Regions from separate parts of the Zea mays genome. Here region 2 is linked to region 1. The links are chromatin contacts, called in public Hi-C maps. All regions are on one chromosome and are shown on one strand. The core of a region is the stretch at or near the end of the contact, and the rest is flanking DNA. Distances in the headings are between cores, read along the strand shown.

Region 1 (4,513 bases), core at 1,431-3,930:
GAAGAGGATGAGCTGAGGAGAATTGAGTCTCAGACTTCTGATTGCCTCTCGGGAGCAATACATGTGCACTAGCTCTCCTGTCCTGTAGGTTGTTCCAAACTTTCGGTCTATGTTTTTTGGTTGTGCTTTAGACCTTTTGGTGCACTCGATCTGTATTTAGGTAGCTACGAGCTGCTTGTAACCCTCTGATGTCTCTTGATTTCAGATCATGTGATTATATATGAAAATACACAATGACCTTATCGACACACTTACTCTCTTCCACCCCCCCTCCCCCCCCAACCCAATATTTGTCTAGCCAATAAGTGGCTGGGTAAGGATGTTAGACATATATATACATATGTTAAAAAGCCTACCAATATAATCCATATTAGTGCTTGCATTGGCCGGATGCTCCTAGCTAGCTAGAGATGGTTGTACTACCACAAGGCACATGGGAGTGGCCACCACTTCAAATAATCAAATTAATTAATAATATAAACAACCTCTTGAGTTGAGCCGGCCAAGCTAGTGGATTAGCTAGCGGCAGTGGAAGAAGATAAAGCGAGGCGCCGACGCGGAGCCCCACTCCATGGACACAAAACAACACGGTAACAACCTGCTACGTGTGCCTGTCCGTGCACGTCTTCTTATCATCCATCGATCGTCCCTAGCCACAGCAATTTCTTTGCCTAAACTGCCCCTGCGGAGATCCTTCTTGTGTGCTGTGCTGTCAAGTGTCACCGAGCGACAAGCCCCCCTGCGTCGTTCCGTGACGACTGACGACGCGACGACGAGTGGTTGGTGAGTCCTGGTCTGGTGGGCCTTATTTCACACGGGAGAAGCCCACCTTTTTGACCCGCCGTCCGGCCTCCTCCGCCCGCTTGGGGGCATCTGATTCGGCCACGTGGTTTGTAGGCCAGGACGGTTGCTGGGCCCTGTCGGTGAGATCGACGTCCTGTTCCCGACCATCTGTTGCTCCTGGGATAGAAGCGGGTATCCAAAATGTTATAATAAATTTAATATTTTCAAATACATATGTATAAAACCAAACTCGACGGTGAATGGATAACAAAATATTCTATGTGATATGAGTTGAATTATCTTGTTTTGGATTGTTTCTGTATAACCTGTTAGAAGGGGAATACTAGTCCTACATCTCTTTATATAGTCCATTCATGATTCTAATCCTAGTATGTTAGGATAAAATAATTATAATTCTATTATAAAGATGAACTTTCCTTAGTCGACTATATATCAGTTTGCTTGTTGTGAAATCCATGCCATCTTATGCTATGTCTCCTTAGTAGCAATATATGGATTGGCCCATCTCCTTACCAGGTAGTTGTCTCTATGGGGAATCGCTAGCATCTTGATCTGTCAAGCATCACAAGTTCTTTGTGGGTGAACTTTGAAGTTTTCTTGAATCTTCATGTCATTGCTAAGTAGAATCAAGCATCACCTGAGTATCTTCTTAAGAGAATCCATGTAGTGCTCCTTAAATTTTACTTCTACGGCGTGCGGTTTCTTGCAAAGCACATATATTGGGCATAGCCCACATGGCTTGTGCTATTTAGCATTAACAACGAGGTGATCACCAAGATCATCGCCTTAAAGCAAAGGAATTACAAGACTCATTGAAGACCTTAAAAGATCATGTAAGAGTCCAAGACACACAACAAAAGAAGCCCAAGTAAAGAAACATGAAAACACATTCTAGTGGTGCACCGAAGGTTATACCGGACCGGTGAAGGTGCATGTACCGAAGATTGAACAGTGTCTCCTCTTCCATTGTCAGCATCCCTCCGTCTCCATGGTTCCTGGCTTGCTGCATCTCACATGTTATTTGTAAAATCAATGGGGTTCAGATCTATTAGGGTCTGTATTGACATATTTGTATTACCTTTGGATTATAGTAGTTACGTAAAATAATCTCTAGGCGATCCAAACATCCTAGATCATTGAATTATAGCAATCCAGATTAATGTAATTCAAAAACAAGACCTTAACCCCGCAATTTTAGGACGCTACGTTGATTCCTGAAATTAAGTTCGAAGATTTAATTCAGATTTTAGTACATGTGTGGGCTTCTTCGCTGTTTTTTAGTTGGGTGCACATAGCCCAAGTATAAAGGGACCGAAGAACTCTAAGGTTATGGCCAATAAATTATATATATATATATATATATATATATAACCATGTAAAAATATTATATTATATTGTAGAATGCACCGTTTATAGATTATTTATAAGGTCCCGTTTGATTTAGGGTGACTAAAGTTCTAAAGCTTAGTCACTTTAGTCCCTAAAGAAGTAAATATGGTGACTAAAATAAGGTGACTAAACTTTAGTTCTTTAGTCAACAAGGGGTGACTAAAGTATAATTTTTACCGTATTAACCCTCTCTATTTTCTTGTTACAACAAACATATACTATTTAATAAAGGTAATATAGTCATTATTCACAGTAATTAATGCTCTTTAGTCCTGTTTAGTCACTGAAAACAAATGGGACCAAACGGTGTACTTTAGCGACTAAACTTTTCACTAAAGTCTAGTCTAGTGACTACAAAACAAAGCCTTATTAACGCAGATTACATTATAAAATGAAGTTTGTTGTGGTTCTAGATAGGCTAATAAAAAAGCGGATAAAGGAGAGGAGCGGGCACGACGGCTGCAGGAGACCCGTATAAATACGATCTGGTTTCCGTTCCCAATCCCCTTCTTCCCCGACTCGCCCGGCGCTGAATAAGATTCCCCTGTATTCTGTTCCAGAGATGAGCTGATCGAGCAGCCCGTCGCCAAGCCAACCGGACATGGTGAGCGACGGCGCGCGCGGGCTGCTGGGCGCGTACGAGCTCGGGCGGACGCTCGGGGAGGGCAACTTCGGGAAGGTGAAGCAGGCGCGGCACCGCGGCAGCGGCGGGCAGTTTGCCGTGAAGATCATGGAGCGCGCCAGGGTGCTGTCGCAGCGCGCGGACGAGCAGATATGCCGCGAGATCGCCACGCTCAAGCTGCTCGCGCACCCCAACGTCGTCCGCCTCCACGAGGTCGGTGTCGGTCCGCTCGTCTTCCATCTCCGAATTCCTAGATTTGTTAACATAGATTCGTTGCGTGTTGAGACGCCTTCGCCGTTCCTAGATTTGCTTCTCGAAAATTCCACCCATCTCTACCCCAGTTGTTTTTTTTTTTGATCGATTTGAGTATTACTGGTAAGTATCGCAGTTTTTTTGATCGATTTGCCTGGCCGCAGCTCAGCTGCAAGCCTGCACTGCAACTTGGCCACTGTCCACTGCTGCAAGACTTTTGTCTACTGGCTCTCGCTCGTCTTCGTCTACCGCACGTGCACGGTGCACCACACCACCCTCTCAGCCACAATTTTCACCCATACAAATTTTGGAACGTAAAAGTCCAGACTTTCAATACTTAGTATAATTACTAATTAGTACTACTAGCATGTACACTCTACTTAGCAAAGGTTGAGCCCATAGATCTGGACAGCGATAAATTAATAATATTTGTAAATATTGTCGATGTCTTTCTGTACTTTTTCGGTCTCGGGATAACGACGCACCTCACGTATCAGAGAGTCAGCATTTTTAAAAAAGATAATATTAACTTATATGTAAAGAAATTCTAGTATAAGTATTTATATCTTCGAATAAATTTATTATTAAATTTATTATCGAATAAATCGATTATTTTTTATATATAATTTTAAAACATTTGTCTTCTCGGTGTACTTGCTACTTTTTTCGGAATGAGGGAGAGTAGCAGTAGTGAATCAATGCTGCTGGTGCACATGGCATGCACACCCGTTGGCAGAGACAGGCGTGTGGGTCCGCCTCGGCCTATCCCAGTCCCACCATAGTGAGGCTGAGCTGGTGGACACGGTGCTCCATGTCGCGCTGCTCCGGGTCCACCAATTATTGGCACGACCCACCCAACTACCCAAGTAGTAGTAGTATACAATTATTGCTTAATTAATCCAACTTGCAACACCCCAGTGATTGTAGTGTTTGTTACAAAACATGTTACAATGTGATTAAATCCCTCCATTTGACAATTACTTCCCAAGGGACACACCCATTGGAAAACACTGTTTAATCTTGTATATAACGGAACCCCCTTTGCAATAAAGACACACAACAGTCACTTTCTCTCGGTTTCAAATCTCTTTGCCACTGAGTTTCAACACGTTATCAGCACTGCTCAAAGAAAATAGAGGAAGAAGAAGAACACTTGTTGTTCTTGACAAGAACAGAGGCAGCGGTCTCCAAATCAACAGGAAAGGTATGGAGCAAACCATTTCCCTTCACATCCGTCGTATGCGTGAAGTTCTCCATGTTGTTGATGACACACTGTTGGAGGCATTCGCTGCTGGGCAAGACGCAGCGATCCCGCGGATGAACGTCATCCCTGAACGCCGTGTTCACGTGCAAAATGTGCACATTTGTGTGATCTACGGGTGGACAACAGTGGTGCCGCTGCCGGTGGTTGAGTGTGGCCTCCCCACTGCGTCCCCGTCACCACCG
Region 2 (4,513 bases), core at 668-3,167, 400 kb before region 1:
GACCTCCAAAGCTAGAGGTAGGATGGATCCGGATGAATGTTGACTTTTTTATTTTTTTCGATTGTGAACAAATAATATATAGAATTTACTATATAAATTTATATTCTTACTTTTAGCATTGAGTTTATTAATATTTATAAAAACTAAACCTTAAATCCGTTCTATATCTTTTAAAATAATTAATATAAAAATCGGATATAGATTCCGATGTGTTTTTACCTTTTTAATTGTAGGAAGAAAGTAATGCACACCAATAATTATACAATTTTTTATAGTACTTTATAATATTCTTGATAAGAATGACTAAAAAATAGCTTCGAATTCTATGCATATCTATATTAAATTATTAGATTGGTCATATTAATCTCATGTTTTATGAACATCTCTATCCATGGCCATGTGCAATTGCAGTTCTGTTGTTCCTGAAAATAACATTTTGCTCCACTCTTTGAGTAATTGTGCGGTGCCCCCGTCAGCCTGATCAAACTCAACCGACGGAAAGGTTCTCAGCTCCTCGCATAAAAATGTACGCAAGCAGAGGTTCGAACCTTCGTCGTTGTTGGCTCCACATTCACGCCCATACATCTGACCAATACAACACATATATTTTTATTGCTTCATATTCTATATACTAGCCAGTTGTATGTGCTTTGCTACGATTATTATATACTCCATCCGTCCTATAATATAAGGCGTAACCACTTTTTATTCTTGTCCCACAATATAAGGCGTGCTTTTTTTATACATACTTATCGATCCAGTGGTATAGAGAGAATTAAATATATTTTTTGGTCTTGGAATAAGAGGTGGTTACATCTTATATACCGGAATGGATGGAGTGTCATATAAATAATATTGAGATATATTGTTTATTTCTAAACACTAAGATAAATATGGTCTGGTGGTTAGACGACTAAACTTTCTGAAGCAGTGGGCGTGGGTTTGAGTGCTCGCTTTGCACTTTTTTTGCGCGGTGTGGTTGGTGGGTCCAGAATGTTAGCACGGAAGGTGAAGCCGTGGTGACCATATTAAGTTTTTAATATAGTAGTATAGATATGTTCAAGTATAATATAATACAAGATCTAACTACGTGATATATATAGAAACCGTAGCAACAATGGCACAGACATCTAAGTAGTAGTGTATAATGTGTGTGTTACTGTGTGTGTGACTATATACAAGTCCACCTCCGTTTTGTCTTGGTGTGATGAACTACATACGATCTTTTCCAAATCCATGTACAACTCACACACAAACACGTATACGTATAGGCACACCTTATCCGATTCGCTGTCAACGACCACACACCACCTACACCTACAATTAAAAGAATAGCGCGGCGTTACATACTTATTAGATCCTAGAATAAAAATTAGTCCAAGAAAACACCAGCATTCGTGTTTAAGACTTAAACCCGTGTAACTAAAAAAAGATGAGTGTCGACATATATATATAAAAGAATTGATGTTTCGTATCATTTGTCGGAGAGGAATGAAATTTGTAACCTCTTCGGCTCTCCTCTTCCATTTTCCCATAGAACAAAAAAAATTGTAAAGAAACCCAACCGGTAACAATAGTAATTTTATATAATGGTAAAATAATTGGTGAGAGAGATGTTATTATAGTAATTCTCCGCCACTCCTCGAGTCGCAAAACGCAGCATCCGTTGACTGGGTTGACCCGGCCCACGCGCAGCGACACGTGGGGCAGGGCAGCGCGTCGTGTCCAGCCTCAGCCACCTATCACGCTGACGCCACGCGGGCTGGCCCACCAGTTCGTCCCTGTGCCATTGGTCCAACCCTTTCCCTTCCTGCCGTCTCGTTCCTATGTGCAAGTCCAAGTCTTTCCGTTTCACGTTTCCGGCCGCTTCTTCATTCGGTTTTTCTTCTTTCTGCAGTACTAGTAGTAGCTTGCATAGTTGGACATCTCTCTCTCTCTCTCTCTCTCTCTCTCTAGCTAGTACGGCACCGGTCGTCACAAGCTGTATATAGCCGTGTCTTCCTCGCCATTACCCGGCTTGATTTGATACCTCCTCGCTCCAGCCTACCCATCCATGGACTTGGTGCCGAAACACCAGCAGCAGCAGCAGCAGCGAGGGATCAAGGAGGAAGAGGAGATGACGGTCTTTGCGGAGCACGGGGACCAGCAGGCGACTTCCGGGGCCGGCCACGGCGGCGGCGGCGGGCGCAGGAGCGAGATCAAGGAGGTGGACTTCTTCTCGGCCGCCGCCGGCGGTGCCGTGTCTCGCCGCATCACCGACGAGGACGACGGCGGGGAAGATGGCGGTCGAGAGCCCGCAGGAGCAGTAGCTCGTGGCTGCCGTAACACCACGGTCAACGTAAGTCTCCCCGTCGAGATCGAGCGAGATCGCGAGCTCGAGATCCATTCGTGATGTCTGTGCTTGCAATATAATTAAGATTAAGATAGCCATGATACGAAATTTATTTCTCTCTCACTTTCATGTTCCGTGCCGGCACAGACTGCACTGGACCTGCTGACCAGGCCGGCAGCGGGCGACGGCGGCGAGGGGACGGCGGCCAGTGGTCGTGACGACGATACAGAGGTAAGAAGAGGGCTGGGTGTCTGCTTGCATGTCCATTCATTCCCAGCTTCCACACCAGAACATTACGTTTATCGTCTCGTAGCTCATGGTAATATTGGATCCGATCGGAGTATATAGATGGACGTGGCGGCGGTGGAGGGGGAGCTGCGGCAGGCCGGCGAGGAGAACCGGCAGCTGCGGCGGATGCTGGAGGAGCTGACCCGGAGCTACGGCGCGCTCTACCACCAGCTCATCCAAGCCCAGGCGGCCCAGCACCACCACCACCAGGTATGCCTTGATTCGTGCCCAAATTAAGTTCGTTGAAAAGAAAAAAATGGCGCGTCTTAATTGGAGCCTGCGCCTAGTCAACGTTGTACCTGCCTTGTCATCAAAGAAAAAAAAGATACGGTCTAAAGATCTCCAGCATATCTCTCTGTTACTATTTTATATGTGATCAAGGGGGAAAACAAAGCACCTCGTGAATGATGAAGAGTTTATTGGTAGCATATCTCTCTGTTTGTAAACCTTTTGCGGCTGTTTGTACTTTCTACTCTAAAATTTGGTGGTTGATGAAGAGTTTATTGGTAGCTCAAGTTAAAGACTAAAACTTTAGAACACTAATCGTATGATTTAAATGTTTTTGTGCGGTTGGTCTAATCTTTAAACAACGTTTAGACTTTCTATTATTTGAAGTATGAAGATCAGTTAGCTAAAGTGATCTAAGATTTAGAGGGTAAAGAGTCTAGTGGTTATAGATACACAGGATGCCAAATTCGACGAGCGTTGTTACATTTTATTCTGGTTATTAGCATTCAGACACCCCTACCTAGCTATTTGACTCATATATGCCTTTTTTATCGGATCCATTTGATTCCTCAGTTTAAGTCGTGTACTGATTCCTCAAATATATTAGGTCATGTTCTAGTGATATATATATTCAATCAATAACTTTATATGTATGTATGTGTGTGTAACCAAGGACTGCATATGTAGCGAGATTACAGCAACTAATGATTGACGAAGTTGTAGAAAATATGCACACTGCAATAGAATTTCCTCAAGCTAGACCCATTGCATGCATGCATGCATGCCCAGCATTTCCCAAATCATTTGTGTGAACAAATTAAACAGCTACGGAGGTTCAGATGGCCAGTGGTTCAGATGGGCACCTCACTTAATTTCCGTGACCACTAGCGCTACAGTGTTCACTGTATTGAATTGAAATGCAAGCTCCTCCTTTCCTTTCAGATCCTTGTGCTCCACTACTAATAAGCATTAATGCACCCCTGCAGGCCTTTTTATATATATAAGCAAAGTAAAAATATGTATCTATATAGAACCCAAATATATCTTGAAAAGTTATTCAAGCTTGTATATATAGATGCAAGCTTATTAGTTCATATGTAGCTAACATAGAGAGTACTAATTAAGGTGTGTTTTGGGAAATAGAAAAACACAGATATATATAGAAGAGTCATTTCGTCCTTTTGATATTATTGGGTTCAAGTATATAAATAGAAGATAAAATAGATGCATATATATGTAGTATGTACGTAGTAGATCTCGCCATCAGAAGCAGCTTGGCCGGCCGTACGTGTAAACACGATCGAACTAATAAGCTTGACAGCAAAGCCTCACTTACTTAACGGTAGTTAGCATGTTCATTCATGTCAACATTACATTGCTCCTAGCTCACACGCCATGCAGCTAGCAGGCATTTCCGTTCCGGTCCTTAGGTTAATTAGCAGTGCTCGCTTTCACACTCTTCGATCACCCACGCGATTTTTTCGTCGTGGTGCTGCCAGTGCCAAGCATGCAAAAATGAGAACGAGAGTAGTTCATGACAAGTGATATATACGATCGATGCAGGCCAGCGGCGCAGCGAAGCCGATGCTACCGACGTCGGGAGTGCAGTTCATGGACCCCGCCGGCCGCGTCCCTCCGCCTCCGGCTCCGGCGATGGCAGCAGGA

What was found. Hi-C and Micro-C count contacts between places; a contact is called where the count stands out from the background.
Region 2: a Hi-C map of leaf shows a contact between it and region 1, with 5 times the contacts expected there. The contact joins the promoter of LOC103641355 here to the promoter of LOC100274837 in region 1. A contact is called at or near these places in 3 of 25 Hi-C or Micro-C datasets (bundle sheath, endosperm and leaf).

The regions. Positions count from the first base shown.
Region 1 is chr10:88,492,958-88,497,470 of Zm-B73-REFERENCE-NAM-5.0, reverse strand. LOC100274837 (Putative CBL-interacting protein kinase family protein) reads left to right here and starts at 2,680. Exons shown (of 11, transcript NM_001365863.1): 1 at 2,680-3,028. The coding sequence starts at 2,795.
Region 2 is chr10:88,889,495-88,894,007 of Zm-B73-REFERENCE-NAM-5.0, reverse strand. It overlaps LOC103641355 (probable WRKY transcription factor 47), which reads left to right and starts at 1,917. Exons shown (of 6, transcript XM_008664711.3): 1 at 1,917-2,338; 2 at 2,480-2,563; 3 at 2,681-2,830; 4 at 4,412-4,513. The coding sequence starts at 2,054.